6 separate regions of the Sus scrofa genome follow, and regions 2, 3, 4, 5 and 6 are each linked to region 1. A link is a contact called in public Hi-C and HiChIP or PLAC-seq data. All regions are on one chromosome and are shown on one strand. The core of a region is the stretch at or near the end of the contact, and the rest is flanking DNA. Distances in the headings are between cores, read along the strand shown. Region 1 overlaps LOC106507999 (a long non-coding RNA gene). Region 2 overlaps TNIK (TRAF2 and NCK-interacting protein kinase). Region 3 overlaps TNIK (TRAF2 and NCK-interacting protein kinase). Region 4 overlaps TNIK (TRAF2 and NCK-interacting protein kinase). Region 5 overlaps TNIK (TRAF2 and NCK-interacting protein kinase). Region 6 has its middle 8.4 kb from the start of TMEM212.

Region 1 (5,074 bases), core at 1,879-4,378:
ACCACTTAACTCAGCTCCAAAAGGTGTCAGGGCTGGTCTTTCAAGGGAGCATGAAAGCTAAAGCTTGTGCCCCATGACGTGTCTTGCAAAGGAAGAATACAGAAGCATCACAAGAATATGCACGCAGGAGTTGTGCAAACAGACAGCTCATTATTGACAATTCTTTACCAGGGAAAATGCTTTCCCACAAGGGGAAGGAAGGGTTTGAAAAACAGCTCTTGCCTCATGGAGCCTGCTCTTAGGTGGAAACAAATCAGCTTTTAAAATACAATACCATAAAAGCTTTAAAAAGTGGTATTTAAGCACCATGGAAATAGCCTACGAGAAATTAATGCGAAATCAATGCAGGCACACAATTTACATCTGCTGCGTTACCCAGAATGGCTCTCTTCTATAACTGGAAATCTATGGACCTAAATCTGGGATGACTGGAAGGAGTTTTATGTCTTCTGGGATGTAGCTGTACAATCTGTCACGGAAAGGGAAAATCTGTAACCCTTTAGGGCCAGCAGAAGCTGGGGTCCTATTGTTCCAAAATACACACTTAAAATCTTAACACCCAAGAAGTAAGTGTTCACAGGTCTAGGCCTTTAAGTCTGACCCTCTGCCTAAACCAGCAGTCTTTCCACACCCAGCAGGCTTTGCCTTTCCTAAATATAGTTCCTAGCAAACAATGAGCTGCTGCTCCTGCTTTGAAGGTTCACAGTGAGTGCCCAGAAGAGACAGAGCCAAGCTCAACACCATGCTGGAGCTGGAACACATCTTCTAATGGAACCGGTGGGCAAACGCAGGGTGTGCTGTGAGCCTTCCTTGCGATGTTTTTCCCATGCTCACCCCTTGGCATGATGCAGATAAAGTTTATCAAAACCACTATGAGTTAATTATGCATTAAGCATATTTAAAGTTCCATGTTTTGAAATTACTTACAATGAAAGATATTGAGAAGTAGCAGCAGAGGAGTGGGAGGGAAACAAGAAAGGGGTGGTCTTGGAAAGTCATTAGAGTTTCAAGAAAAGGGAGTTTCAAGAAAAAGTTGGTAAGAGTGTCAAATGCCACAGAGAAGATGGGCAGGATAAGGAGTGTCCATGCCCATGAGGCCTGGCATTTAGGGGGGCACTGTTCACCAGGTGGAGCATTTCATGTGTGTGGGGGGGGAGGGGAGGGAGAGTCCAGGGTTGAGTGGATGAACATGAACAGACAATAGGTGTCAGCCCTGTCGCTTCCTCCTGTGAAGGCAAACGGGATCGGTTTGCCAGGTGGAGGCACTAAGTAGGAGAGAGCTTGTTTTCACATTGCGAAGATTTTCTAATACCATTGCACGCCTCTATCCAATGCTGAAATCACAGCCTAGGAACTCTGATCTCACCACCCTTCTTTGAACGGCTCATGGTAGGGTTTCAATAAATATTTGTGGAAGGAAACAAGGCTGTGTTCTCAGAACCGCCCATATGCAGGTGGTTGAAAGAAGAAAATTTTTTTTTTTTTAATTATACTGAAAGATTTCCGCTCCTCTGTTTTTTAAGGTTTTGTACTTCTTAGCTGTGTGACCTCAGACAAGTGACTGAACTTCTCTGGACCTCAGTTTGCTCATGTGTAAAAGTGTAAAAGTGTATGGCTCATGTCTAAGAGTACATGACTCAGAGTAAGCAGGTTACATTGTTTCTTGTTGTTGTTACTGTTATTATCCTCAACATATCTATTTGTCATCCTGGGAACCATGCACGGAAGGCATGTGATATCTGTACTGCATACCCCAAGAACTCACAGAATATTTCTGCTTGAAGGGAAAGGTTTGAAAACCAGCTCTTGCCTCCTGAAGCCCTCCCTCAGTGGAAACAAAATTGCTTTTAAAATACAACACCATAGTAGCTCTTTTTAAAAATCCCAAACACAATTCCAAAAGTTCTTAAGAAATTAAAAAGTCAACCCCAAAAATAAATTCTAATTTGAACTACAGACATTGGGTGATTATATCATGTCAATGTAGGTTCATAAATTATAGCCAATGCACTTCTCTTGTGGAAGTGTTGATAACATGTGGGGGCAGAGGGTTTATGGAAAATCTTTGTACCTTCACCTAAAGTTTGCTGTGAATCTAAAACTTATCTAAAATACAGTCTTGTTTTTAATTGAAGTATCATTGATTTACAATGTTGTGTTAGTTTCAGGTATATAGCAAAATGATTGAGTTATACATATATATCTATTCTTTTTCAAATTCCTTTCCATCATAGGTTATTAGAAGATATTGAATATAGTTCCCTGTGCTATACAGTAAGTCCTTGACATTTATCTAATTTATATAACAGTAGTATGTATCTGCTAATCCCAAACTCCTAATTTATCCCTCCCCTTTTCCCTTTTCCTAACCATAAGTTTGTTTTCTATGTCTGTGAGTCTATTTCTGTTTTGTAAATAAGTTCATTTGTATCATTTTTTTAAGATTCTACAGATAAGTGATATCATATCATATTTGTCTTGTCTGACTTAATTTCACTTAGCGTGATGATCTCTAGGTCCATCCATGTTGCTGCAAATGGCATTATTTCATTCTTTTTACATCAAAAAAAAAAAAGTCTTTTAAAAAGTCTGACAGAAATGCTCTAATTGTGTTTGTGAAAGAAGGAATCACTGCATTTTGTGCCAGGAGGAGAGCAGGCCAGCTGGGCCAGGGCAGCTGTGGCTCTTCGGGGCTGGAGCTGGGGAGATAGCTTTGTGTTTTGTGAAAGGCAGCCAGAGGACTAGAATGGGTACCAGCTGGGGACCGGACTCTGATAGCACCTAGTGAGACATATTCTGTTGCTCTTCCCACACAGTTCAGATGCAGGTGAACTCCTGGGAAAGAGCCTCCAGGTTAGACTCTTGTTACAGGAAGTGCCCAGTGAAGTGCCCAGTACTCTTGCCCATGATCATGGTGAGGTGAACTATGGTTTTTTCTTTTTAAGAAAACACCCTGAAGTGGGACTGAGTAGCAATCTTATAGGAGTAGGCTGTTGATGGCAGGGGAGGGGTGCTGACAGTTTACTGCCCTGCCTTGGTAATCAGACAAGCCTGGTTTGAAATCTTAATCTCATCACCTGGCTAACTGACCTTGGGCAAGTTACCTAACTTCTGACCCTTAGCTTCTCATCTGTCAAGTGATAAAAATAGGACCTGACTCAAGGGCTGATGTGGGCTCTAGGGAAAGAGTGTGTATATAAGGCACTTTATAATGCTTGGTTAACAATGGCTAATTTTTTTTATTTATTTTTTTTGAATCAGAGACTCTAACTCTTTCCACCCTTTGCTTTTGTCCTTCAGAACAGAAAGGAAAAATTTCTGCCTGTTACTTCCAATTCCTGACATTTCATTAGCTTCCACAGCAGATTTCCTAGTGGAGATTTTCTTCCTTGTTCTCACAAAGATCCAGGATTAAATTGGGGAAGGGTTAGTGATGAAATTGTTCTTCTTTTCTAAAGGTCAGAAGCTAAGTTCATGTTTCTCTTACTGGTTTCTCTCTGACTCATCCCAGTGCCTAAAGCAAATTCTATATTTCCGGTCTCATTTTATTTGTCAGAAAAATGGGCTTTATTTAATGATTTTCTCTCCTTGCCTTTCTGTTTGGGGACATTCTATAAACTGCATGTGAATGTTTTGCTTCCAATTCCCTCTTTCAGGAGATGTTTTAGATTCCTTTCCAGTAAAATAAGAAATGGGGGAGGTGTTTCTCCAGTAGTGGCATCAGAGAACAATAACACACAGCCATGCTTCTCAGCTTGGTGTGATTTTGCCCCAGGGGACTTTTGGCTATGTCTGGGGACATTTTGGGTTGTCTCACAACTGGGGGCCCCAGTTGCTACTGGATGTTGGGGGGTAGAGGCCAGAGATGCTGCTAACCATCCTACAATGCACAGGATAGCACACCACGAAGAATCATCTGGCCCAAATGCCAATAGTACCAAAGTTGAGAACCCTTTCCATCGAAGTCTCTATATGTTAACTTTTTCTTTTTACACTGCCATCCTTGAACTCAGTTTTCTTTACCTCCCTAATCAAACCTCCTTCCCTCTCTCCTACCCATCTTGCTATTCCTTCCCCTTCTAGAACTAAGTCTTTTTTCATTCTCTCTCTCTCTTTTTTTCTTTTTTGGCTGCACCAGGGCATATTGAAGTTCCCAGGCCAGTGATCAAATCCCTTTCTGGGACCTACACCACAGCTGCAGCAATGCCAGATCCTTAACGCACTGCACTGGGCCAGGGATCGAACCTGCGCCTCCACAGAGACAAGCCAGATCATTAATCCACTGCACTATACCGGCAACTCTCTATCTTCTGCCCTATCGTTGTTTGCTGCTTCCTAATCCTCCAAAGCTCCCAGTCCTTGGGCAGTATTTATAAAGTTGCTTTTCCACCTTGGTCACTAATTCACTATGTGCCCTTGCACGTCATTCCACTTCTATGGGTCTCAGCTACCTCCCTGTACATAGACACAGGACTGAATGACCTAAGGCTCCAATCTGTGACCAACAATTGTCTTGCTATTTCAAAAGCCTAATAGTCTTACTAGAAAATCTTAGTGTGAGAGAGGGTCCGTATTTAAAAAAAAGAAAAAATCAGTTTCAGTTTACTGGTATATAGTAAGAAAGAAAAATATGTTTATGCCAGTATGTTAATATAAGGAAAATTCAATCCTATGAAGGCAACTGGGGTAAGATAAAATCTGTGGGCAAATCGAATGAATTAAAAAGATTTATTGCAGCATTATTCGTAAGAGTAAAAAGTTGTAAATACACAGAGCCAACAATTGGGGATGAGACAAAGAAGCATGGTGTGTTTATATGATAAAATAATTATTATGAAGTTTTTAATAACTTGGAAAATGCTTAAATGCAGGTAACAAAATTATATATAGTTTATACTCATATTTCGTGAAAGAGAATGTTTCTTAGAATTAAAAATATTTTTTTGGCCATGCCCTCAGCACACGAAAGTTCTTGGGCAAGGGATCTAATCTGTGTCACAGCAGTGACCTGAGCTGCTGCAGAGTCACTGCAAGAACAATGCCAGAACCTTAACTTGCTGAGCCACCAGGGAAC
Region 2 (5,074 bases), core at 1,269-3,768, 440 kb after region 1:
ATTCAGAGGTTACATGCATTTATTCCTTGTTTTTAGCTTTAATATTTTCAAGTGTTTTACAATGAGCACAGGAAAGGGAGTTTAAAAGAAAGCCTCCTTTGAAGACTCACCTTTTCAGAGATAATGTGTTTGATGTGATGACCCAAGAGTTGGGTCAAGAGTTCATCCCATCCAGATGCAGAATCCAGCCAGAAGCTCCACAGAGGGTAGCATGACTAACATTACCATTGACCTCTTTATTGCAAAGTCACATGAGTGCTCCCTTTACCTCTTTGCACCGCGGATGGTATTGGACTATGCTTGTGTCTACCCGTGACACGGTCTTGAGAGTGGTGTGTGCTTTGCTGTCTGTGCAGCAACCCTGACCTCCGGAGAACCGAGCCTGTCTTGGAGAGCCCCTTGCAGAGGACCAGCAGTGGCAGTTCCTCCAGCTCCAGCACCCCTAGCTCCCAGCCCAGCTCCCAAGGAGGGTCTCAGCCTGGATCGCAAGCAGGATCCAGTGAACGGACCAGAGTTCGAGGTAAAGCTTTCCCCTGCCTTTCCAAGACAGCACTCTCTGGAGAGGATCACCATGGAGAGGGCATCAGATTGCTTCCTGACTTCTGCGACTTCTGGTGCTGGAGTGGCCACCACTGTGTGATGCTGAAGAGCCCCTTAACTGCTCTCAGCCTCAGTCTCCTTAGGGAAGTGAGCCACCATCCCAAGTTATACATGTGACATCAGTGTGGACTAAAGCCTTTCAAAGTGTGGATACCAGTGTTCTCCAGGAAGATCACAGGATATTGGTCTTATTTGAAAATGTAATCATCAGTCACCTGAATTTCCATTTCCATTTGATTGCTGGGTTAGAGTTTCATGGACCTCAAGTATCCTTTTCCCCTTGTGTCAGTAGTCCCTTTTTATATTCTGAGCATAGTTCATAATGCCAGGTATTTTTCAAAGTGAAATTAAATGAAGGCTAATGTAGAATAAATATACACTTGAGAGAAGATATAAAATCTTTGACTTAGAAAATATATTTGACTCTTCTGGTTATTCCTATTAGAGAGGTAAAAATTAGCCTCTCTGACCATTTAATTCAAGTCATTCTCCATTGTTTGGTTTTCATTCATGAGGAAGCTTGTGAAAAACTTTAATAAGTCCAGCTAGTTATACATGGCAACCTATTTTTTTCCAGCTAATCAAAATGTACTCTTCCTGCATAACCTTCTTCAGAAGATAATTTTGCTTCCAAGTAATAAAAACCCAGAAATTTTTAACTGCAATTCGAAAAACACTTATAAATTACTCTTCCTGGTGAACACCACTAGTTCTTTTTTCTTTCTTAGCTTCGTTATTAGACACAATCGTAGCTCACCTTCTGATATGTTTTTAAGATTTTAAATAAATAAATTCACTGTATGTCCATTTTAAAAAGGTAGGTGTCAGACATGCAATGCTAGTGTCTCTGAATTGGGTTATGAACTGGCCTGTGGCTGCCGTTAGATGCATTCTTCTGACATCAGTGGCATAGCCCACAGCTGTGTATACTTTTGTTGCCTTGATCCAAATAGAAACATACTTTCTTCAGAAAGCTGCCATTCCCTTACCTTTTTTTCCTATCCATAAGAAACGTAATACCCTTAGAGTAAATACTAAAGATGACCAGACTTAAGCATATCATTTTAATTCTCTGATCTGGCTCAAGTTCAGTTCTTATCATCTTCCCTTTGACCTCTAGTTCTTCTGGATGAAAAACACTCTCCTATTCCTGGTGTGTCCCTGCCCAGGAAAGGCTACTTTAAAACCAAAGAAAAGAATCCCTCCCACCCTGGATTGCGCCTTTTCTACCTATAAACTCAGAAGTCAGAGGGATGCACTTCACTGCTGGTCTAGGGCCCTCCCCCTTTATCCTTCCTGCCCCCACCTCATTCTTTCTTCCTTAAGGGACCCAGGCAACTACCCCTTCTTCCCACCATTTAAAAACCATTCCTCCAAACAAAACAGATTTCTACTTTCCCCACTACATTTTATAAAAAACAAAACAAAACAAAAAAACTTATCCTGATAATTAAATGGTAAAAGAAGAAATCAAAGAATGTTTTCTCCGGGGTTGGTTTAGCATAATAATTGAGAATGGGACTTTGAGAAATCAGACAGAATCCCAGCTCTGCTCACAATTTCAGTGTGACCTCAGGCCAGTTGTGTCATCTCTTTAAGATGGTGTTCAGCTGTGAAATAGAAAAACAATGCCACGTCATTGGGCTGAAGCAAGGATTTGATGAGACAATTGACATAGAAAGCATTTAGCAGTAAGCCTGATCCATAATTAGCGCTCAGTTGAACGGTAGTGGTTGCTAGTTTTTCTTATTATTACCAGTGACTTCCAGGTTACAAGCCTAAATGTGCCTGGCTGATTTTGTATGCCTGAACATTTACTGTTTTGTGTTTTTGTTTTTGTTTTCTCACGGTTGCGCTTGGGAGGATTTGCCTAAGTGAATGATGTGTCCCGCTGAGTCATTCCAAAGGATGACTCACCACAGAGTTCCTGCACTGACCAGCACTCTCTGACTGTCATTATCTCTCTTGGCCCTCTATGTTTTTCTCTAGCCAACAGTAAGTCGGAAGGATCACCTGTACTCCCCCATGAACCTTCCAAGGTGAAACCAGAAGAATCCAGGGACATTACCCGACCTAGTCGACCAGCTGTGAGTGTGTTTCAAAATCTCAAAAAGTGGTGAACTCCTTTCGTTTACCAGAGAACCTGCAGGATGAAGTAGTTGGGGATACGCTCATGACTATGAGACAAAAATTGTTGAGATGAATAAGAAGAATAGATGCTAGAAGCACCTGAAGGAAGTCACACCTGATTAGGAAAGAACTGAACAGGTCTTGGATTGCTTATCTGCTTTTGGGTATTTTGCTGATCGTGAGCACTATGTTAGAGAATAAAACAAAGAGAAATAACTCATATCATTCCAATGTCTACTCAGCAGCTTTGGCAAAAAGATGTTGAAAATAACAGTTAAGATTTGGGCACTTTCTATGCATTTTTCTTCCCTATTCTGGCATTGCCCCACATTATTTTCCATATGAATTAGTATTGCAATTTTTCTGCTGCATTTCTGCTGCTCTAGCACTATATTTTCTGGGCCAAAACTTGATAAGCATGGTCTGATAGGGGGCCTGACAACTTGAGCTCTAGTTTCATTACTGTAACACAACAGACCCCAAATAGCCTTAAAGAAAGAAATAAGAACCTAGAGGCTGAAATTTGAAAAGTTGGAAAATAATTTAGATGAGTTACTAGCCACTTATTTTTGTTTAAATTCTCCAAGAATCTTTTCTGTGAAATGACTTTTGAAAGCATTTTGGTTTACGCTGTAGTTTTACATTTTAAAGTAAGGAAGGACAGCGAGGGTAACACCATTTGGGGTGGAGGTTCTTCTTGCCTTTTGCGTTTATCAGTTGTGTAGTGACTTAACACTTCCCATTTTGTGTCTAACCTGCTGTCTTTCTTCTGGCTTCTCCTCCTCCTATGGATTCTTCTGGATTGGGTTCCTCTTATATCAGAGCTATAAGAAAGCTATAGATGAGGTTAGTATTACCTTTTCTTGGTCGTGCTTTCACAAGGTGTAACTATAAACTGACTCCCTACGGTTGATATTCAGAAAGGTGGCCAGTTGGATTGCAAATTAAAGTTCATTCCTTGGGAGTGATCTGCCGGGAGGAGAGCCTGGTCAACAGAAGCCAGCTGAACCCCTCAGAGACCTGAGTAAAAGCTTGAGACCTTTCTCCTAAGCCAAAATATCACTTTCCCAATGTCCCCATCCGGCTAAAGGGAAACATTCGTGCTTTGTTATTGGCAGTTTCTCATTCCAGTACCTTCCAATAGCAAAGCCTGAGCTCTCAACCTACACTAAGCAGCCTTGCTAGGGGATGGCGGTTTTACTAACAAAGAAAAGAGACATCGTTCTAGGGCAGCCCAAATTTATAGTGTGTGATTTGTGAACAAGGAGTTACCGGTATTGTTCCATTAATTTTGTGGGACATTAACTACAGCATCAGCAGCAACATCAACTTTAGTTAATGAATCCCGGCGAGTTAAGTAACTTTATTTCCTGATCTGTGGAGACATTTTTCCATTAGAAAAATATATGGCTTTGCCAATCTGAGGTAGCTTGCTAAGAAGGATGACTGCCTTACTGCTCTGTGTCAGACCTGCATGACTACAGCATAGTGGAGTTGTTTTTAAAGAGGCAGACCTTCTGCAAAGAGTCCTAACTGCATGGAATCTGAAGACTGACTAGCATTATGGCTTTAAGGCTATAGCTCTGCTGAGCACCATTTTTGTGAAATGAAATGGAAAAAGCACTGGCTTTGGGAGTTAACAAGCTGCATTCAAATTCTGCCCCCCCCGGGGGGGGGCCAATAAATAGCGGGTGGAGCCAGTCTCACAACCCCTCTGAGCCACTATTTCCTCATCCATAAAATGGGGATATAAGCACCTGACTTGCCTCGCTCACAAGATTGTTCAGGATTGCTCAAGATCGTGTGTGCGAGAGCATTTTCTGAAGTGTGAAACACTGTGTAAAGCCAGGGCCTGAGGCATGGAACTGATTTGGCAGGGGGGAAAAGCATGCTTCTGTGTGTCCTATCTTTACCAAAAAGCCTCACTCTTTCAGAAATATGACTGCCTCACCATTCATGAGTGATTTAGAAAGTTATTGTCATAAAGAATTCTTACTCATAAAACAGTGAAACTCTACATGCCTATAGTCTGTGGATGGCATTTATAGAAAGAGAAAGGGGAAACATTTTTAATTACTCTGTGCTACAGCCTTGCCTCTTCTCCTCATGATAGTGAGGACAGGGATTATCCCTTTTATCAGTTTTCTTCCAAACAGTTGTGGTGCAAAGGCTGCGTGTAAAATGGCCCTGTGTGTGCACAACTCTAGGGAAATCTCATGAGTCCAGAAATTAGCTTGGAGGCTGCTGTCATGAGGAAAGAGCTCCCAAGATTTTGTCTGGTTGACCCAGGATATTTTAGGCTATTAGAAATTGCTGTATTTCAAGACTCTCTAGCACACCAGAC
Region 3 (5,074 bases), core at 871-3,370, 390 kb after region 1:
AGTACGTGTAGGTGTGTAATCAGAGCCTTGAACTGTGAACCTTGTAAACATCTGCAGACAGCAGTAGGCAAAGGAAGTGCTTTCCAGTCTAAGTCTAGGATGTTGTCCGTGTGACGGATGCTCAGTACATGAAAGGTTTGAGGTTCACCTGCCGTTGTCTGTTCTCAGAAATCTGCTGGAGTAGACAGGAGCACTGAAGGGCTGCAGGCAGAAGCCTTCAAAGGAGCAGGCAAAGGCAGGGTGATGGGAGGTGTGGGTGGAAATTAGCCAGCTCTCAGAAGTGAAGTACGAAGTGTAGAAGTGGAGGCGCCTGCATCACCTCCAGTTACTCTCCTGGGCACAAGTAGAAATTCTCAGACAGCTCTTTGCAGCTGTGCCTGGATATCATCTCCTTCTGCCCACCGGGCCGGCTGCAGCCTCTTGTGCAGCCCCCAGCCAAGTGCTGCACCGTTTCCTTCAGTCTCTGGAGGACCAAGGGCCTCTGCTGTTTGGATGCAAAGCTTATTCCTTTCGACTTCTGATCAAACCTCTCTCCCCTCTCAGGCTCTGCCCTGAATCCTGCCTTTCCTGCTTCTTTTCTGGCCTGTGGTTTATTCCTTCTGAGAGCATTTCCCAAGGCCCTCACCTCACTGGAGCATCACACCCTGGAAATCTTGACCGTCTGCCTTTCCCCTGTGTGGCTAATGGGCTCCTTCTTTCACGATTTGCTACACTTAGTTTCAGGCTGAAGGCACGTACCATGTAATCCTAGAAAATCCCCACTGTCATCCCAGAAAACATTTAACCTACTGAGAATGCAAACATGTACGCATGTACCTCGGCACAGACACACATATATGTACACACACATTTATACGCATTTCCGTCTTTTTCTTTTTTAATTTTAATACAAGAATGTTTGACCTTTGAACCTAGACTCTCAATTGGTACGTAAGCAGAGGATGCATTGTATTGTTTTCTTTTATTTTTTAGATTTTCTTCCCCACATACCTGGTGTGATTTACTTAAACATGATTTTTTTTTTCATCAAATTGCTAGAATAACAATTTCTGACAGTTAGGAAGCACTTAACCATTAAACAGGTACTCTGTTCAGTACTTCATGTGAATTGTCTCATTGAATCCTCACAAAACTCCCCAGTCTAAAGATAAAGCAACTGAGTCTCAGAGAGGTTAACAGCTTGCTAAATGTCACATAGCTTTAGAGAAAACCAAATTTCAAATCTAGGGGATTGGACTCCAGAACCCAGCCACTGTCACTGAGTCTCTGCTGCCTCTCCCCTGGTAAGCAAGAATCAGCATGCTTTTCCAGCATCTTCCCTGGCCTCTGCTTCTGATATCTTTTAAGGCTGAGAATTTAAGGATTTCTGAGCAAGGTCAAAGAAGCCACGCCCAGCAGGTGCTCATGTTTGAGCTGGATTCTGGCTCTCAGGACCCAGTCAGACCTTCTGCCAAGGCCTCCTTGTATCTGTTCTTTTGCAGGATTTTCAGGAGTCCCTCCGTTAGACACAAGTCAGAGCTCAGACTGAGTGGGGCAGGAGTGTCCAGAGAGGTGTACCCTCTATGTCCCCGTGGGCACATGGAAGGTGGCACAGAGACACTTTGCACTACGCACTGGTGTGCACGTGCCCTGGCTTTTCACAAGAAGTGGGAATGCTATGGCCACAGGGCATCAGAGATTATACTGGCTTTATCTTTGATCCTTTATCTTACCCTTATTGCTTAATAGAGGGGAAAAAATACTCAGATGGCTGTAAGTTCTGAACCCCTAAGTAATGTCTGTCCCCGCTGGGGACTCCTCTCCCACCTCCTTCTCTTGCTGCATTCCATCCATATCTGTTGCCCTGGCCTACGGTGACCTGTGTTTCTTGTCCCCAGTAGGAATTTGCACTACGTTGTCACACAGAAGCAGTTAAATCCCAGTGTTAGGCTTGTGAATTTCACTTTATTATGGGTCGGGTGGCCTTGTGCTGGCATCCTGGGAAATACATTCCTTTGTCCAAATAAAGGCCCTTCAGACACCGCTGTGGTGACACGGGACCATGTTGGCTTCAACTTTCTCAGTGATCTCAGATGTCACCTCCTACCAGAGATTTCTAAGGAATCCCTGCCTGTCCTTTGCTATTTATAGGTAACCATGTGGTTTGCTAAATCAGTATGTGTATATTCTTAGAAGGACTCTCACTGTACACTGAATGGAGTCTTTTATCAGCTTCATGAAAAGGACGTGGTTTCAGGCCAATTAAATGGTAGGTACATGACTCTGCTTTTGACCAATGATAAAGTACAATTTATAACCAAATTCCAGGAATCTGATTAAACCCAGCGGAAGTGAATGGGTCCATCAGTAGAAGAAAGTACCAAGAGGGCTTCTTCTGTTTTTACTCAGTTCAACACATTTCTGTCACTTGGCCTGGACAATACACAGCTTGTTTTACCCTTCATCACAGAGTTAGGGTCCAGGAGTCAGGACCTTGAGGTGTTGAGGTGCCTACTCTGGTCATCTTTGCAGATTGTCCTTGGGCAGCAGATTTGTGGTGATGGCTTGATTCTGCTCAAGAGTTTTGAAGTAATATTAGTGGTTAACATATGTATTTCAACTTCCTGAGTGCCTTCTGTATCTTCATTCTGGGCAGAGTATCTCGAAGTCACAGAAGTGAATCACATTGATCCCAGGAATACCATTCTGGCCCATGGTAGTAAGTTTTATTCTTTGGAGAATTGTGTTCAGTTCTTTAAGCCACCTAGATTTCACTAGATGCCCTCACGTCCGTTGTAATGTTATCCAGTTGTAAAAACAATCAGCTCTAGCTGAAAGAGATTACATGCTTTCATTCTGTCACTTGAAAAAAAATTGTTTAAATATCTTACTGGCCAGCTATAGTGGAGCACTGATGAACAGAATGGGAACCTTGAGTCTAAAACTTCCTATGAGCCTCTAATTTTTTTTACTGCAGGTGACAAGGTCTTTCAAGGACACTGGGCTCAACTCAAGGTTTTTTTTGTTTGTTTGTTTTTTGTTTTTAAGTATACAACAAAATTAAAACTTTTTTCCTATCCCTACAGGCAGTCACATGACAGATTTAGTGAACATAGCTCCACTATGCGGGCAACTATGCTGGGCGTTGGGAATGGTCTGCCCTTGTGAAGATGAGAAGGAAACAGCCTTTAGGCAAATGACCACCCAAATAACCATTCATGGTCATTGCTAGACTGCTAGTGTGGAAAAGAATGGTGGGAACCTCACCTGGCTTGGAGGGCTGAGGGTCAGCATGCAGCTGAAGAAAGTGAGAGGGCCCCGCAGGGATGCTAGGCAAGAAAGCCACAGCACAGTGTTGCAGGGCTTTGTAAGCCTGGCTCAGGAATTTCAAATTCTGTACTAAGAATAGTGAGAAGTCATTAGCATGTTTCAATCCAGGGGATATGATCAGATCTGTGTTTTTTAAATGAAACTTTGGCTGCTGCAGAGAAAGTGATGGAAGGAAGCCAGAGTGGACTAGAGACCACTTAGTCCAGGCCAGAGAGGGTGGTGCTTTAGAGGGATGGTGGTTGGGTGGGGACTGGGGAAGGTGGGCATGGTTGAAATATGTGCAGGATGTGGTAGTTGATCAGACATCTTCAATGGTGGAGAGCAGGTGGTCACAGAAGATTCCCCAACATCAGACTGGAGCATCAGGGTGAAGGTGGAGGACCAGGTTTGGGAGCAGGAGGATAAGGTCAGTTTAGGATGTAATTTAAGATCCATATGAGGTGGCCAGTGGTGATGCCAAGGTTACAGTTGGATTATATTAGAAAGAACCATAGAGGAGGGGTCAAGAGAGGAGGGTGGGGGAAGGGAATAGGAATGACTGGTTTATGGTCATGGACATGTACATTGAGGGAAGAGTCCGGGAACTAGACTCTTTGAAAATTAGAGCAGGAGAGGAAAGCGAGCAGAGAAGCCTACTAAGGACGTGGGAGGGACACCAAGTGAGTTTGATGTTGTTGCAGAGAGGGTTGAGTGAGTATTCCAGCAGAGGATGGAGCCACAGGGCCAGCTCTGCAGAATGCTGCCCAAAGGTCGAGGAAACTAACAGCACCCTTTCATTTCAGTGACAAAGAGGATATTTAAAAGGTAGTCATTGGGGAGTTCCCGTCGTGGCACAGTGGTTAACGAATCCAACTAGGAACCATGAGGTTGCGGGTTCGATCCCTTGCCTTGCTCAGTGGGTTAAGGATCCAGCATTGCCGTGAGCTGTGGTGTAGGTCGCAGACGTGGCTCGGATCCCACATTGCTGTGGCTCTGGCATAGGCCGGTGGCTACAGCTCCGATTAGACTCCTAGCCTGGGAACCTCCATATGCTGCAGGAGCAGTCCTAGAAAAGGCAAAAAGACAAAAAAAAAAAAAAAAAAAAAAAGAAAAGAAAAAGAAACAAAGATAGTTCTTTAGAAATGTCTCTTTTCCTCTCTGCTTTGGAGGGAGAGACGCAACCTACATCGACTTGGAAGTCAAGAGGTCTGGATTTAGGGGCCACCATGTACCACCCACTTGCCCAAGTAGCTCCCTGGTCTCCCCAGAGCCCCACTTCTTGACCTTTACTGGGAGGTGTCTTAACAAAGCTAGTTCCCACCACCAAAGTAATTCTGAGGATTAACCAGGGAAATGGATATGAAAGGCGTGGCTTTGTCCAACACCAGGAGCTAGATAGATCTCGCTCTTGAAGGACTTGTCAAATCCAAGTTAGACATGGATGACTTTTCATAATTACATGTGCATCCGTTGTGGGCAGCTTTGCTCATGTCATCTCAGCATTCCCTTTCACTCAATGTGATCGACATTCCCTTTGACACACAGAAGCCACACCGGCTGGAGCCCAGACCCAGAAAGACCACTGGTGGGTAAGGTTACTCCTTGGGACCTAAGTGGTTTCTCCCAGATGCTTTTAGAGCAAAAATGGGGAGGAGAGGACCAGGAAAAACTGCATATCTCTTTAAGAGTCAGTGAGCAAGAGTTTCTGCTGTGGTGCAACAGGATCGGTGGCATCTCTAGAGCGCTGAGACACCCTGGCCCAGCACAGTGGGTTAGGATGCAGCAT
Region 4 (5,074 bases), core at 1,208-3,707, 370 kb after region 1:
AAGCTGTTCAAAATTCCTAAGCTGTTTAAATTGTTATTTTTTAAACTTGAATTTCATTTCCGTTGGATGGGATTTGCCAAGTATTTTATAGTCCTATATATTTATCGCTTTAACAGAACTACTCAGGGAAGAAAGTTCTCTGTGGCCAAAAGCACATTCATAGGGAGTTGGTTGAATAAAGACTGGCACATCTGTCCCCTGAAATACTACACAACCATTTATGCAATGGCTAAGTAGCATCTGTTGAAGTTGGGCAGATCCCAAGATACAGTGTTATTAGGTACACAAAGCAACTTATAGTAGAGTACACATATTAGAGTCTTATTCTCCCCTACCCCATGGCAAGTGGAGAGAGAACTTAAAACTTTATTTGTATATCTTTCTGTCCTGTCCTAGTTTTTTAAAACATCAATTGGTCATGTTGGGAATTTAGTAAAGCAAGAGAAGTACAGTGAAATCACACAGCCCTTCTACCCGACCCCCCATCCTCTGTCCCTATCTGTGTTAATGTTGTCTATTGTTCACCTAAACTCTGTTTATGAGACTTTGCACCCAGGTGCTGAGGATTTGCAGGCATTGGTGTCTCCTGCAGGGTTTGGGTGAATATTGTGCTCTGGCTGCAAAGCAAGTACTCATTCTCTTGGGTTACAGATAATTGGCTTTATTCAGGGAGGTTGGAAAGAGCTCCTCTAGGTAAGAGGCTTGGCTGAAGATGAAGAGAGCAACCTGACTAGTCTGGTGTAGGGTCACTGAGGTGCAGGCAGTCATGTGAGTGTCACGTGGGAGGATGCTTTTCAGATGGCAGAAAGAAAGAACCTCTCAAATGAGGCCTGGCCTCTGTCTACAACAAAGCTCCAGTCCCCGTACAGTAAGAAGGATGATGCACGCGTCTACACTGCTATTATCAGTGGAAACACATTTCTGTTAAACACGCTCCATGTTCACACCTATTTGTACAGGATTCCTTAGTCAGACATAGCAGTACCACCTCCATGGGGCTCCAGGCTGATCCCTAGGCGCAGAGAAGACGCCGTTCTTCCAGCATTCTCAGTGACCCTGAACTCTCCACCCTCCTTCTGTTTCTATAGAAAGTAGTATATAAGTACGTGAAGTACTGGATGAGAGTCAGGCTTTTGAAGTTGGACAGGACTGGTGTAAAATGTATACCTCGCCCCCTTGTACTGTATTGCTTCAGGGAAGTTACTCAACCTTTCTAAGCCTCTGTGGGACTAACAAATTGTATATGACAAGGCTATGTCAGAATAAGTGCGGTAACATAAATAACGGAATGAATTCAGTGCCTAACCCTTGGTAAGTCCTCAATATATGATAGTTAATATTTGTTTTTATAGGTCGTATGAAGGCACTGCCATTTGGAGCCATTTGGACCTAAAAAAAACCCATCAGTATTATAGAATTTGAACTCCTGTTTGTATTATACATCTCACTTGTCGGCTCCTGTTGAACCAGGATCTACTTCTTTATAAATTGCACCCCTAGTTTAAGGGGCTGCCCTTAGAGCACATACAGTAAATTTAACTTCCTTGTCCCAGCTGGAACTTTTCCAAAAAGAGGATAATAAATAAGTGACGAAAGGCCAATTTCCGGTCTTGGTGAAGTAGACTGGTGTCTTGGTCTTGGCGAAACTTGGTAGAATCTACTGTGCCAGTTGTACCTGTAGTGAAGCTGTTGTCTGTCCACTCTTGACCACCTTACTGCCTTCTTTGATGGGATGATGGGGCTAGGACTCAGCTAACCCCATTTCTGCCTATCCTTCTGGCTTACTACTCTGCTCTGCCAGTGGGGGTGGGCTGCCAGCCTTGGGGAGGAGGACGTGCCCTTCCCTGCTGGCTTCCCCTGAGCTTTCTGTGTACTCCCGTGTCACCCCAGCAACTTCTTTGAATACCAGAGCTCATTGGCTCAGATTTGAGGCTTGAACTGCCAGTCAATGATCATTGGACCCAGGATCTATCTGCACCAGCACTTGTTAAATACCCACTACGGACTACGGACTACGGACACAGCATAGTGTTATGCACTTTGCACACATTACCTTATTGAATTTTCTTATTAACCCTGTGACATAGGTTCTCTTCGTGTTACAGGTGAGGAAATGGGGTCAGAGGAGTCGAAGGGCTTGCCTTTTCTGCCTCTCGTGTTCTCTCTGGCTCTGGGGCTCTTCTGGGCCACCTTGCCTCTCTTTCCTTGTGTGGCTGGTTCAGCCAACCTAAAAGTGTTCTTTTCTTCACTTGTTGGGCAACCCAGCCCCATAAGGAATGTTGTCTCGTTGTGCCTTTGTGCCAGCTGTACCCAGCCCCCCAACACCAGCCAGAAGTTGTGTGCTTGCCTCTGCCTTCTCAGAGGCACTAGAATTTGTCTCTGTTCTGTTTGCAGTGCACACAGGGCTGGGCTATTAATCATGCCACAGGCCAGGCTGCACAGCACCACTCGAATAATGTATTACCCACCTCCTGCCAAAATGAGTCACACCACGGCCACGAAGGAAACTTATCTCTCCCGACTCTCTCCTCATCTTGTTCCTCCCTCTTCCCTCTCTCATCCCCTGTGATCTGTCTTGCCAGTTGTAATTGGAACATTTTCTCCCGTATTTAAGTTCTGAAGTGTCTCTGGGAGTTGCTAATGTATCCAAAGGCTTAAACAAGGCCCGTCAAGGACGTTTATTGCTTTCTGGCATGGGCAGTTAAGCATAGCTTGCAAGCAGCTCTGGGTGGATATGGCCAGGAATATAAATGTTCCTTTTGGAAAATTTTCTGGAATCCCAGGAAAAAAAAAAATCCTAATGATAATATCAAGCAAAAGCTTAACGAAGAAGTCATTTCTGGCTGGTCACGTGACAAAGGAGGCGCAGGTGTTGGGATGCTGTGACCTTTGGTTTGAAGGCATTATTTGGGAGGCTTGGAGGAAGCACCCTAAAGGAGGATCTGAGAGGATGGGTACTGAATAAAGGAAACATCTCCCTTCACTAACCCTTCCTGCTTTTTGTGGGATAAATCCAGCATCACCTCACAAGTGGGACCTCTCCTTTTCCCTACTGTCAAAATATGCTTTGCGAATTATCGCTGTATACATATTATCACTAGGAAATGCATTTAGCTGTACTTACATTTCTTATGTCACCAAAGCCTGGAGGCAGGTATTCGGGGGTTTGTGTGGTGACTCATCGATGTCCTCAGGACCCAGGTGCTTTCCTTTCTGCCCTGTCATTAATACGTTGACTTATTGTCTCATGGTTGCAAGAAGGATGCTATAGCTCCAGGTAACATGTTTTTATCCAAGGCACAAAGTAGAGGAGAGTTGTCAAGACACAGGCTGTGTTTGTCACATTTCAAGAAAAGCTAAAGTTTTCCTAGAAACTCCCAAAAGATGTTTGCCTGGGTCTTGTTGGCCAGAAATAGGTCACATCTTTAATTGTCATCCTTAGCTGCAGGAAAATCTAGATACACAAGTTTAACTTTCCTGTCCTCTGAAATGCAGCAAGGGAAATAGGAATTGAAATGCCTGTTGGGTTAGCCAACAAACAGTACTTGCCACAATCGAATAGAGGGAAATCATAGAAGACTAAACTGAGCAGGCAAAGCCAGTCTCACCTAACAGAAAAGGACAAGGAAATTATTAATATTCTTGAGCTTATTATGTGCCAGATTTTGAGCTAGGCAGTGCACCTGTGTACATACCCGTCACAGTTGCCTCTGTTGTGTGAAAGCTAACTCTGAGCAGTCTTCTGGAGGCAGTAAAATTAGGAACCCGGCTTTGAATCCAGGTCTATCTAACTTAAAAGACTACTTACCATCCCTCTAGGAAGTGGAACCCTGGTTTGCAGTGTGCTTCACTGCATCTTGGCACTTTCCTTTGAGTCACCGGCACCTAAAGTCATCTGTAAACAAAGTAGGAGTCTGAAGCAATTACTTTGTGGGCCCCTTTTTTTGTTCGTTTCTTTGCTTTTTAGGGCCACACTTATGGCATTTGGAGGTTTCCTGGCTAGGGGTCGAATCAGAGCTGTAGCTGCTGGCCTACACCACAGCTCACAGCAATGCTGGATCCTTAACCCACTAATCGAGGCTAGGGATCAAACCCGAGTCCTCATGGATATTAGTTGGGTTCTTTACTGCTGAGCCACAGTGGGAACTCCCAGTTTTTTGGGTTTTGTATTTTTTTAAGTGAATTCTCAGCTCTTTACATTGTGATGACAGTTGTAAAAGAATTAGCCTGGAAAGCAGGAGACCTGGCCCTGAGTACAATCTGGGGCTGAGTTGCTCTGTGATCTTGGGAAGTCGTTTTTCTCTCACCTGTGAAATAAAAGTTTGGACTAAGTGATCCACAGACAGTCTAATGGCCTTAAAACACTTAGGTTTTGCTCCTTTCTCTTGTGTATCTTTCATTTGTTCATTCATTCATCAAATATTAAGTGCCTGGTATGCCAGGCAACTTCTGATACTGTGTACCAGTGAACAAAACCAAGCTCCCTGCCCTTGGAAATCAGAGAAGACTAAACTGGGCAGACAAAGCCAGTCTCACCTAAAAGTAGAGGACAAGGAAATTGTGTGTGTGTGTTCGTGTGTGTTGGGGGCAGGGAACACAATAAACAAAAACCATAATAATTGAGTGATGAGTAAATTACACAGTTGTTAGAAGGTGATCAGTTCTCTGGGGGAAAAATGTGGGAAAGGGAGGGGAGGTGCAGTGCTGGGAGAGAGATTTGGTCATCCTCACTGAGAACCAGCATTTGAGCACAGACTTCAGCGAGAAGAGGAAATACGCTAGCATGTAAGTGGGGTCAGTGCTGCAGGCAGAGGGGAGACCTGGGGCAAAGACCCAAAGGCAGGAGTTGGCCTGAATTTCTGAGCATTTTCTTTCCCCATCTGAGGACTGGCCTGGAGCCTTCTCAGACCAGCTCCATCATTTCCTTTCAGCTGCATTGGCTCTCAAACCAGCTCCAGCTTCCTAGACTTGTAGGCTGTTTAACTTGGAGCCTACTGCACAGGAAGGGGCTTAGAGCCTAGCCACCTCAGTTCACACAGCAGAATCACTCGATTCCTAGAGATGTTGGGAAGGA
Region 5 (5,074 bases), core at 1,485-3,984, 280 kb after region 1:
ACGCAGTTGTTTAGAGTCCTGGTTCCCTGTTGGCTCTCCCTTCATTGACTGACAGGGGGCATTGGAAATGGGTGAAGGGTATTAGAAAACAGCTAGAGGGAGAAAATAAATGAGTCATCCTCTCAACCTCCTAGGCCTTTATTCCTTGCATTTTCTCCCTGAAAGTTGATTTGGGTCCGTTGGGAAATCATTCGTGGGAGAGAGAGTGACTCTTGATGGTTCCGTATTTGTCAATGCCGAGGGCTCTTTGGAATGCACATTTCCTTTGTTCTCTTCCTCCGTAGTGGTGGGAGTTTTAGATAAAATATTAATCATAAAGGTTTTTTTTTAATCATTTCCAGTTGCACAGAAATATTAAGAGTTATGGCTGCGAAGCCTTGGTACAGCTATATTTTACTGCCCACATGTCTTCCTTGAGATGACACATATGCTTTTCATTTTGTTGCCATTACTCTCCATGAGATCTCAGGGCATCAGTCATCTCTGTGGTGGAAAAATGAAGACAAGGTAAAAAAGCGCTGGTCTGTAAGCACAGGTGATATGTTTGTCTGCAGTGGTAAGGGACAGTCTCAGACTGCAAAAACCCGAACAGACTCTGACTGGTAACCTTTGCAATGAGATTCATCAGTAGTGAAACCAGAACCCCAGCCAGCAGTGAGTATTGCAGAAGTGTTTGGAGAAGCTGTGTTGCCGGCAGGCAGCATATGTGGAAATCACTCCCCAAGGGCAGTGCGGTGCAATCAGAGTCTGGGCTGGGGTGAAAGAGCAGGAATGCTGGCCCCCAGAACATCACATCAAAAGCACCGATAATGTTCCCCAAGGAGGGTGCTCTGGGCTGATGGCCCCCCGGCTCTCTCGGGTGCCCGTGGGAACCCAGGCTGGGCTTTACAAGCTGCATGGCTTTTCAAGTACCTGTGATGCCCAGGTTGCTTTTATTATCATCAAAGTGTTATTTTCCATACTGAGAAGACAGATCACAAGGACAGAGGGCTGTGATGAGCATAAATACAATTAAATTAGGCTGCGGTAGAAAGGAGAGTCATCGTGTTGTGAGTATCTGTTTTGTGTTTTACATGGACTCTCTGTGCCTTTCTGAGTTGGGAGCTGTTATTATTCTTAGATGAGGTGACTAAGGGGCACATGGCTGGTAGCAGTCTAGCTGGGATTTGGATGCCTGCAAGGCTGAGTAAATTCATGTGCTGCTCTAATGGGGACAGGTATACGTCATTGGCTTAAATTTGCTTCTTGTTGAGCATGGGGAAAGTGAATTCCCAGCCCCAGAGCAGCACACGCCCTGGTCCTCCCCACACACAGTTCCCTGATTCTTCAAACACTCTAGGACCTCCACCGAGAGCCACACGGGGGCAAGCGGCACCTTCCACTGAGACGGAACAGGTCAAGGCTGCCTCCTTCATGGCTTCCTTTTTCTCCCGACCATTTCAGTGCAACCGCTCATCCTGTCTGCTCCACTTTAGAGCTAGAATAAATAGTTCATGGTGGGTACTGTTCAAGTTTAAAGAAAAATGGAAAGGATGTTCAGACCAGGGGAAGTCAAAGTATCCCTCTCAGTGACAGAGCTCGTTTTTTTGTTTTTGTTTTTTTCCCTGATTTTTCACACCAAACTGAAAACATGCACTGTCGGTCACACATCCACTCCTTGGTGAAGTGTGAACAACTGTCTCTGCCTAAAGGAGGCCAGAGTTATTGTACTGTCCTGTGTGAGCATTTAGTTTACTTTGATCCTTGGCCTCCTACCCCCATTCATCCCAGCGAGGCTTCTTCCAGATGCCCTTCTGCTGTCATAGAGAAGCCCAGCCATCAGAATGGGGATGGTTCCAAATCCATCCATCCCCACTCGTGGGAATAAATGGCCTCTCTCTTGTGTCAGTAGGAAGTAAATCAGATGACCCTCAGTTATTCACCCTCTTCAAACTTTTGTCTGACCTCGAAGCTTAGAGGAAATTGGCTGGGGGAGAATATAGTGTTTCCCGAGGTTTCATGAACAAGCTGCCCATGAGCCTTTGTCCTGCATGTCTGTGGCTTTTGTGTTTGAGTGCTTGTGAGGTATTGCAGAGAAGAGCTCCCCAAGCCTCTCACTTGGTTAAGACGCCAGCGTCTCCCCAGGGGCACACCCTGGCTATTTCCCAGCAAAAAAAATGCTCTATATCCCCGACTGTACCACATAAGCTAATTAACCTCTTTATAGATTTTTCCTTCTCCTTATTTTAATTCTCAGCTGGTATTTCTCTAGGCCCTGGGCCTTGGGAATTGCAGATTCATTTGTTGAATTTCTGGCAGTGTGAGAATTTCTAATAGTTAGCTTTCAGTTCTCACATGCAGTGAAGTAGGAGAAAATAATGGAGGAAGAAAACAAGACTGGGAAACATTTTGAAACAACAGCCATACTTGAAACTGGCTAAGTGGTGAGGCCACAGACATGTTTCCTTTTGGCCTTGTGGGGATTTACGTTTTCCTTCTTTCTTTCCTTGCACGGCCATGCAGTAAGTGTCTGTCTCCAGGGCTGCTCAGAATACTTTGTTGTCAGGGCCCTTCTGTGGTTCTGTAGACCCACCTTCCTTCTGGTTCCACGGGGAACTAATAATCCAGTACCCACTGTGACTGTGAACCCAAGGAGATGTGTCAAATTTCAAACCGTCGAGGGCTTAGAAAGTACAGAGCAAACTCTTGTGGTGTTTGTGGCTTTGCAGTGTCCTTTCAACGGAAGGACATTTCTGAAACACTGAGCAGCAGCCACCCCTGTGGTGTCTAGAGGTTCCTGGGGCTATGAGCTATGGCACCTGAGGATACACAACAGAATCAGCTTTGTTCCTTTGGGCCTGAGACACAAACCATTCTTCTGCCTGTAGTCACAGCCCAGCCTGAATTCACCTCATCTCCTGACTTACCAGACCACTTTGTATTTACTCTCCACTGCTTTTGAAGAGGGAGTAGAGTAGATAAGTACTTGGGCTACCTGTGAACACCTTTTTTGGACATTTGCCCCTGCAAGATGTTTTAAAATCTGTTGATGAGCAGGTGATGTCTAGGGGGTGCATAGAAAAATAGCTAAAGCTTGTATCCGGTGTTTGCAAAACAGGGTACTTTCAAGATGATGTGTAGTTTGATTCTGAAACTGCCTTGGCTCTACCTAAGTCAGGAGCGTCGCTTATAACCAGACAGCATTTGTCACCCAGGCTGCTTTAGAAAAATCTACTGTTTCTTCATGCAGAGTCAGGCGATAGACGTTGAGGGATCTTTTGGATTTATTTGAACCTGGGATTTTCTGTAAACCAAAGGCATGATTAATAGTGTCTCTGCCTGTATCAGGTGTTATTAGCCAGACGTTTCTTTCAAGAGTTTCGCTCTTTTATTTTCTAAACTAAATTGGCATCAAGCAAAACACATTTCAACTTCAAAACCAGCTTTAGCCTGGCAGAATAAGATGTTTTGAACCAAAATTGGGGGATGGAACTGAGGCAGGATGAGCACTGCAGATTCTAAGTGATCTTCAGTGCATTCAAAGGTTTCCTCATTTTGAATCTTTGCAAAAAGCCATATGATTAATCTACATGCTAGATTCCTTTTCATTGTGCTTTTCAGACCACAATTCCCAAAGCCATTACCATACCCCCAATGAGAAAATACTCATCTTCCTTATTTGAAGACAGAAAAATCATATTTTCCCCAAATAGACTTTTTGTGCTTATATTTTGCACATCCCTTTCAGGATCTCTATTGTGTTATCTGCCCACAAACTTTATCACAATATGATGGATTGAGTTATGAAACTGAGATTTTTTTATTTTATTTTTTTATTTAGGACTTAGCTCTTAGTTGGAAAGGGGTAGCTAGATAATGCATCTCTTTTGGTCAGTAGTTGAGAGTTTTTGTCCAGTAATAGACATGTGATTCATAATAATATCATAGTTTGTTTTCCATCGAAAAGAGAGGCTTACGGTTTTGTTAAAATCAACGCAATGTGAACTTCTGGGTGATGGTTGTATCTTAGCTTATTTTGGTGATATATACCCAGAAACGAAATTTACAGGTGCAGGGAGTCTGGTTTAATAGAAAGTTGGGAGCAAATATTAAAACCCTAGGAATTGACTTCTCCAGTCATCCAGGTAAAGCCTGAAATCCTATAAATTAATTCATCATTTCTTTGTCTTGTGACAGCCTGATAGGGGAAGAGCGTGGGTGGTCTTTGGGGTCAGAAGAATTGGAGAATGGGCTTAAAGAAAATCAGTTCATCATTTAAAGACTATTTTGGGGTTTTATTCTTTAAAATGCTTTTAATAACGGATACCCCACATTAAGAAGATAAGTATAATGAGTTCCAGAATGTCTTTGTTGTGTTGTTCTGTAAGTACTAGAAGTTACTATTATTTATTGCTTAAAATAATGTAATTCTTATGAAGGAGGGTACTTAATGTGTTACTAGTCATTTGTATTTTGGTATGAATTGAGGAGTTAAGAGCAGATTTTTTTTTTTTTTTGATGAAATCTAAAGAGAGGTTGAGATGGCTGATTATCTGAGCCATGATCAAATCCTAAAAGTTATGAAACATCATAATTTTGCCAGTTGTGTGTGGGGTTTTTCTTTTTGTTTTTTATGGGTTGCTTTTTTTTCTTCGTGTGTGTGTGTGTGTGTGTGTGTGTGTGTGGCGGGGGCGGGGGGGGGGTTGTTTCGTTTTGTTTTGGTACCAGGAGTGGGGTGTGAAAGTTGTATGTTTTTAAAAAGAGGTTAGTGAAACAGTGGAAGGCCAGCTAGTTATATGTTTTGTTCTACTGAATTCTCCAGAAGTATTTGTAAGTAGAATAAAGACATTCCTTGCTATTTTCAAATCTTTAACATCTAATTTTAAACCTAATTTTGTAGGTTTTGCTGTTTAAGGGAGAGGGTGGCTAGATTCATTGATCGGAAGTTTCCTTTGGGGAGGGTGGTAGAGAAGGTTTGTCACTTGCCTTTAATCTAGGATCTTGGTGGCCCTGCCAGCCTAGATCTCTTCCTAGTTGTGACATTTGAGATAATTTAAAAACAAACAAACAAACAAGAAAACCTGCCTCTTGATTT
Region 6 (5,074 bases), core at 1,617-4,116, 280 kb before region 1:
TAAGAAGCCTTTATCTGGAAGAATGTTATCTGCTTGAGGACTGGGAACTTCCAACTAGAGCTTCCCCTCTATCTGGTATGAGCAGTGGGCAACTGGTTCTTACTGGACAGATTTCACCCAGAGTTCCTCCAAGGAGCCTCACTTTGACCTTTGTGGCACACAAATAGCCAGTAAATGGAAGCCAACATCCACCAGCTGGACAATTCAAAGGCTCCAAGAAACAAATTGGTGATCTCAGCCCAGCTCTGGTGACTATGTTATAAAATAATGAAAACTTGTCAACAAGCACAGCAGAGGCTAAGGAGGGCAAGGATTGAAGGAACATAAAACCAAATCACTTTTCCTTCCCAGCTTCTTGAAAAGGGATGAAAAGCTGGGAGGGAACTGATAGCAAACCTTTCAGGCATGGAGTTCCTGGTGTAGATAAATGGAGAGATGAGAATTTAATGAGGATGTGGACGTGGCAGAGAACACAAAAGCAAATCCCCGTCCACTGGCCAAAAGGGACTAGGTTGAGTGAACTTCTTGAAACCAGTTTCTGATTAGTCAGAAAACAAAGCCTTACCTAGCTTTCCGAGCAACAGTTGAAATATCAGCAGCCTCATTTCCTATATATTTTAAAATATAGGGAAGCAACTTAAACTAAGTATGTACAAACCACTGATTCACTCCCTTGCTTCATCCAGGCCTCTGCTCAAAGGGCCCCTCATCACAGACCAGCCCTCGTCAACCTTTTCTTCATCCTTTTTCTGAGCTTACTCATTACCACATGATTTTATTCTTCCTAGCTTTTGGCTCACTTGATTTCTATGCGTCTTCCGAACTAGAATGAAAACTAGTTGGACACAGAGGCCAATACTTTGTTTTGTTCACTACAACACCCCAGAGCCAACAACAGTGCTGGACTCACAGTAGATGTTTAGAAATGATGAATGAATGAATGAATTTATGAAGTCACTGCTTATCACAGTCGCTAGTTTATACAGACTGTTTTGCTGTGAAAGCTAGCTCTTCAGGCTTTCACCTAAAAATATTTAATTTCTTGCTACCTTAAATCTCTCCATCCCCTCTCCATGAAAATCCACACAGAAACACAAGGAAAAGCTTCCCGGTTAGCTCACCCAGCTGTGAGACTGCACTGTGACACTTCCGCATTGTATGCAGATCATGGGAGAGGCACCCTGAAGTCACCATCCTGCGATTCTTTTGGCCTGAGGACACCAGCCCCTGACATACTGCCACATGACATTGTGTGTTTTAAAGGAAAAGACACAAGATCACAGACTAACTGCTTAAGTCCAGCAGGAACTTCTGCCTCTGAAAGAAAGCTCTCATGCACATTTTTCCTCCACTGGTGATGCCAGCTTTTAAAGCAGTTCATGTTCATGGTGATCTATCTAATTTAACGGTTTTTATGTATCTCTGCATATTCAAAGGTTTTATCTATTTCTTTATCTGACCACTTTCCATAAATAGTAAGTATTTTCCCCGGTCTATAGACAAATGAAATAACAAAGACATAGAAAACTTGTGCTCCAGAGAATTTGGCTATGAAAACTTATGCTCTTTTTGTATTTCCATACAGATGATATTGTGATCTCTTCTGAGATAGGATAATAAAAGAAGTGCGTCCTTATGACATAAGGAATTGAGTAGCATAGAATAAACACCACCTACTACTAGCAGATGTGGGATCATTTTTTTCATACAAAGGCCCACACTTTCCTTTTTCAACAATGGAGGTATCCTACCCTAGTTTGTACATATGTATATATTTACTATTTTTTTAAAGAAGAGAAAGGGCATTTCTTGGAACTTCCTCATGGCATTGTCCAAGTACATAAACACTTCTGCTTCTTTCTCACAATCTACGCAAAGCTAATTGACATAAAAGGTAAAAGCTAGGCCTAAGCAAGCCTCCTTTATCTAATGGACAAGTTCACTAAGAAGAATGTAGGGCAATGAAAATGAAAAGTACATAAAAATAACCCAACTGCAGGATCACACACTGAGTCTATAAGAACCTTAAAGACCAGCCAGTCCAGGCTTGTCATTTCACAGAATAATTCCATGGTTAAAATACCAAGGAAAAGAGTCATCCTATTGCAACCATAAACTAAAACTTTTTAAAAATTTATTTTATTGAAGTATAGTTGATTTTCAATGTTGTGTTAATTTCTGCTGTGTAGCAAAGTGATTCAGTTATGAATAGGTATACATTCTTTTTTCCTATTCTTTTCCATTACGATTTATCATAGAATATTGAATATAGTTCCGTATGCTACAGAGTAGGACCTTGTTGTTTATCCATTCAGTATAAAACCTAAGGCCTAATAAGATGGTTGTGACTGAGATCTTTCTGCTATATCTGTGCTTAGCACTAGGTGTTGCTCTACTGCTATTTATAGATCAGCTTTTCTTTGATATGCAGCAGGAGTTGAATCTCCTAATTGCAGTTCCATTCTGCAAATGCTGAGTTTCTAGGATTATACTCTGCTAATATATTATATGTTACACTGAACAAGCTTCATTTAAATGGTGTAGGGATAGCATATTAGAAAGAGCCACTCTAGAAAAAGTGATCAATACATGCCAGGGAAAGGCTACTCCAAAGTTAAATTTTTCAAATTGTCCTAATTCAAATATTTACTTAAACTCTGTTTTTATATTACGTGCAATACAAGGGGAATGACATTGTTAGCCGTGTGTTTCCTGGAACTGACCGTCTGCTACAAGGCCACAGATAAAGTTTGTTTATAGAAAAACAAAATATGAAAAAAAAAAGTTTAGCACTGCTCTATTTGGGGTTTGATACTCCCACACATACCAAGTGGGAGAAAGGACAACTTTCTAGAATCTTTCTTGCTCTGTGGCAACAGAGGACAGAAATGCTTCAACCCCCTCTAGTGACAGATGAATCATTACTTAGATTAGTTCAGTTGTTCAAAATTGAAAGATAATACCACAGGGAGAGACCAGTCATGCTTCAAGAAGTTTATAGTTTAGGGAGAGGGCAAATTTTCAATTCATGTGTTAAGTTTTAAAGGGTTTAAATTCAGCTAAGTGTGACTCTTCAACATTATTACTCAGTTCTTTCAACTCAGATCAACTTGGTATAAACCTCAGCATAGATGTTCCAAATTCTACCCATTACATATGTGATAATGATCTAATCTGAATTTTAAATCTTCTGGACTGGATATATGTAATAAAACAATGTCTAGTATATTGTTGCTAAACATGATTTTTTTTTCCACTTTGGTATTTATGAATAACTATTTGTAAGGCCAACAATCATGCAACCATGCTAATAACAGTCCTGGGTTTTCAGCACAAAAGAAAGTGGCAGCCTTAAGCCCAGAATGGGAAAATTATAATCACCATTACAGAGTTTAGAGTAAAGGGAGAGAAAACAGGTCATGCAAAGCTGGCTGCTGGGATGCATAATATAAACCCTTCAATCTAGTCCTAAAGAAAGGGTTTCTTCTAATTTTTATAGTCTTGGCCTCAAGCTGAAAAAGCCGAGTTCTGAGTTGAAGTCTGACTTTCTTGCAAAATATACTTTTCAACTCTCTCCCTAGCACACAGTCATTCTTTCCTAAAGATTCTATTTCCTTTACATCCTTTGAGGATAAAACTATGCTTTGTGGTTTTTATACCATATTCACTTAGGATATTTTAAAACAGAGTGAACTCTACTTTTTCTACCAATTCTCTCTTCATGGAGGCTCTCCTTTCCCCACTCCTTACAGCCTCAGTGATCATGTGAAATAGTTTCCACTATTATTTTTGCATTTCTTTTGCCTGACTCCATGTTAAAGATGGGCAGTTTTTCGAAAGTGATAGGTCAAACTCCTGATCCATGTTCTTATAAACTTGAAGTAAGAAGTGTTTATGTGTTAAGAAAATTATCTATTTTCTCTAAAAGGGAGAGGGGGAAGAAGTTTTGAAAAAATCCATTTTGGAAATCAATGTTTAGTGAATGGCAGGAAGGAGAGGCCCAATGCTAATAAGTGCCAAGGAAGTTTCTGCCATCTCTAGTCAGACCCAAGTCTATAAGGGACCATTTACAGGTAAGTTTACATGTGTGTGTGTAGGCGTAAGAATAGTAAGAGCTATGAAAATAGGCTTGCCATTCACACACACACACACACAGAAATTATGAAATGTTTACCCTTCATTTTTCATAATGCTATATTAACTAATGTTTTTAATAAATATCTGTTCTATAGGATCTTTTAATGTCATCCTCTAATCTCTTCCATTCCTTTCCATCCTCTAAGCAGATTTCATTTGTATAACTCCAAAGAGGTGAATATGAGTCCTGCTCTTCTTAAAAATTGTTTCCAGCCTATAGCTTAACCACCTCCAATGTTCAAATTTGTTCCAAGATTGAGACAAAATCTCTCTACCAAAAGCAAAATAAAAGCCAAATTCCTACCCTTTGGTCTCATTACTTGTTTTATTATTCTATGTTTCCTAATAATACATTTTTTTTAAATATTGAAATGGGCACATGTTCTGTGGTCCAGAGGCAAGGCTATGCACAGTAAATGCAAATTTCAGCAAATGCAAGTTTTGAGCTCCAGAGATGTCCATTTCAAACCCCATGAAATTTTGTTTTTTTCCTCCTTTCTTGATATAGGAAAAGACATCTAGGAAATATTATTGAATCCAACTATATGCATTTTTAGACAAATGATAAACCATAGACTTTTAATGTCTACAGCAGGGACAGAGCTGGCCTGAATTGTAGCCTGGGGAGGGGTGTAAGCTGACACAGCTGTGATATCCACAAACTGGAAAATGTGAGTAGATCATATTATTACAAGGTGTTACTAAAAAGCTTATTTGAGTCCTTCATTATTAAAGTCTAGAAATGTTTGCTTAATGCCAGCTAAGCTCATAGATACTATGAAGAATTCATTTTATGTGTTTACAATGATAATAAGAGAAATAAAAAATCTCCTCAGTCTGCTTACGTTTTCCTAATTCTGGGCTAGAGAAGACAGTAATTGTAAGAAAGACATTTCTTTCTTTTTTTTTTTTTTTTTTTTTTGGCTTTTTTTCTTAG

The links. A called contact is a pair of places that touch in the nucleus more often than the background predicts. HiChIP or PLAC-seq counts read pairs in DNA pulled down with a chosen protein or histone mark.
Region 2: a contact with region 1 is called in an H3K27ac HiChIP or PLAC-seq map of alveolar macrophages. The contact joins two enhancer-like sites. A contact is called at or near these places in 1 of 47 Hi-C or Micro-C datasets (heart right ventricle) and 1 of 2 datasets of contacts at active chromatin or transcription factors (alveolar macrophages).
Region 3: a contact with region 1 is called in a Hi-C map of skeletal muscle, with 7 times the contacts expected there. The contact joins two enhancer-like sites. A contact is called at or near these places in 1 of 5 promoter capture datasets (liver), 10 of 47 Hi-C or Micro-C datasets (alveolar macrophages, embryonic fibroblasts, epiblast stem cells and 6 more) and 2 of 2 datasets of contacts at active chromatin or transcription factors (alveolar macrophages and skeletal muscle).
Region 4: a Hi-C map of skeletal muscle shows a contact between it and region 1, with 2.9 times the contacts expected there. The contact joins two enhancer-like sites. A contact is called at or near these places in 1 of 5 promoter capture datasets (liver), 14 of 47 Hi-C or Micro-C datasets (alveolar macrophages, embryonic fibroblasts, epiblast stem cells and 9 more) and 2 of 2 datasets of contacts at active chromatin or transcription factors (alveolar macrophages and skeletal muscle).
Region 5: a contact with region 1 is called in an H3K27ac HiChIP or PLAC-seq map of alveolar macrophages. The contact joins two enhancer-like sites. A contact is called at or near these places in 1 of 47 Hi-C or Micro-C datasets (embryonic fibroblasts) and 1 of 2 datasets of contacts at active chromatin or transcription factors (alveolar macrophages).
Region 6: an H3K27ac HiChIP or PLAC-seq map of alveolar macrophages shows a contact between it and region 1. The contact joins two enhancer-like sites. A contact is called at or near these places in 1 of 47 Hi-C or Micro-C datasets (embryonic fibroblasts) and 1 of 2 datasets of contacts at active chromatin or transcription factors (alveolar macrophages).

The regions. Positions count from the first base shown.
Region 1 is chr13:110,126,610-110,131,683 of Sscrofa11.1, reverse strand. The region is part of intron 5 of LOC106507999 (a long non-coding RNA gene); the gene reads right to left. Among named protein-coding and RNA genes, the nearest start is that of TNIK, 77 kb to the right of the region's middle. Within about 2 kb of position 3,128, at least 10 of the 83 cell types and tissues checked have an H3K27ac peak or open chromatin away from gene starts, as enhancers often do. A contact at or near this core is called in alveolar macrophages, fetal skeletal muscle and skeletal muscle, where this site is marked.
Region 2 is chr13:109,686,260-109,691,333 of Sscrofa11.1, reverse strand. It overlaps TNIK (TRAF2 and NCK-interacting protein kinase), which reads left to right. Exons shown (of 30, transcript XM_021071173.1): 17 at 357-520; 18 at 2,590-2,687. Among named protein-coding and RNA genes, the nearest start is that of SLC2A2, 75 kb to the right of the region's middle. Within about 2 kb of position 2,518, at least 13 of the 83 cell types and tissues checked have an H3K27ac peak or open chromatin away from gene starts, as enhancers often do. A contact at or near this core is called in alveolar macrophages, where this site is marked.
Region 3 is chr13:109,732,882-109,737,955 of Sscrofa11.1, reverse strand. All of the region lies in intron 12 of TNIK (TRAF2 and NCK-interacting protein kinase), which reads left to right. Among named protein-coding and RNA genes, the nearest start is that of SLC2A2, 120 kb to the right of the region's middle. Within about 2 kb of position 2,120, at least 6 of the 83 cell types and tissues checked have an H3K27ac peak or open chromatin away from gene starts, as enhancers often do. A contact at or near this core is called in fetal skeletal muscle and skeletal muscle, where this site is marked.
Region 4 is chr13:109,760,319-109,765,392 of Sscrofa11.1, reverse strand. All of the region lies in intron 7 of TNIK (TRAF2 and NCK-interacting protein kinase), which reads left to right. Among named protein-coding and RNA genes, the nearest start is that of SLC2A2, 150 kb to the right of the region's middle. Within about 2 kb of position 2,457, at least 13 of the 83 cell types and tissues checked have an H3K27ac peak or open chromatin away from gene starts, as enhancers often do. A contact at or near this core is called in skeletal muscle, where this site is marked.
Region 5 is chr13:109,845,166-109,850,239 of Sscrofa11.1, reverse strand. All of the region lies in intron 2 of TNIK (TRAF2 and NCK-interacting protein kinase), which reads left to right. Among named protein-coding and RNA genes, the nearest start is that of TNIK, 200 kb to the left of the region's middle. Within about 2 kb of position 2,734, at least 14 of the 83 cell types and tissues checked have an H3K27ac peak or open chromatin away from gene starts, as enhancers often do. A contact at or near this core is called in alveolar macrophages, where this site is marked.
Region 6 is chr13:110,403,428-110,408,501 of Sscrofa11.1, reverse strand. No RefSeq gene overlaps it. Among named protein-coding and RNA genes, the nearest start is that of TMEM212, 8.4 kb to the left of the region's middle. Within about 2 kb of position 2,866, at least 10 of the 83 cell types and tissues checked have an H3K27ac peak or open chromatin away from gene starts, as enhancers often do. A contact at or near this core is called in alveolar macrophages, where this site is marked.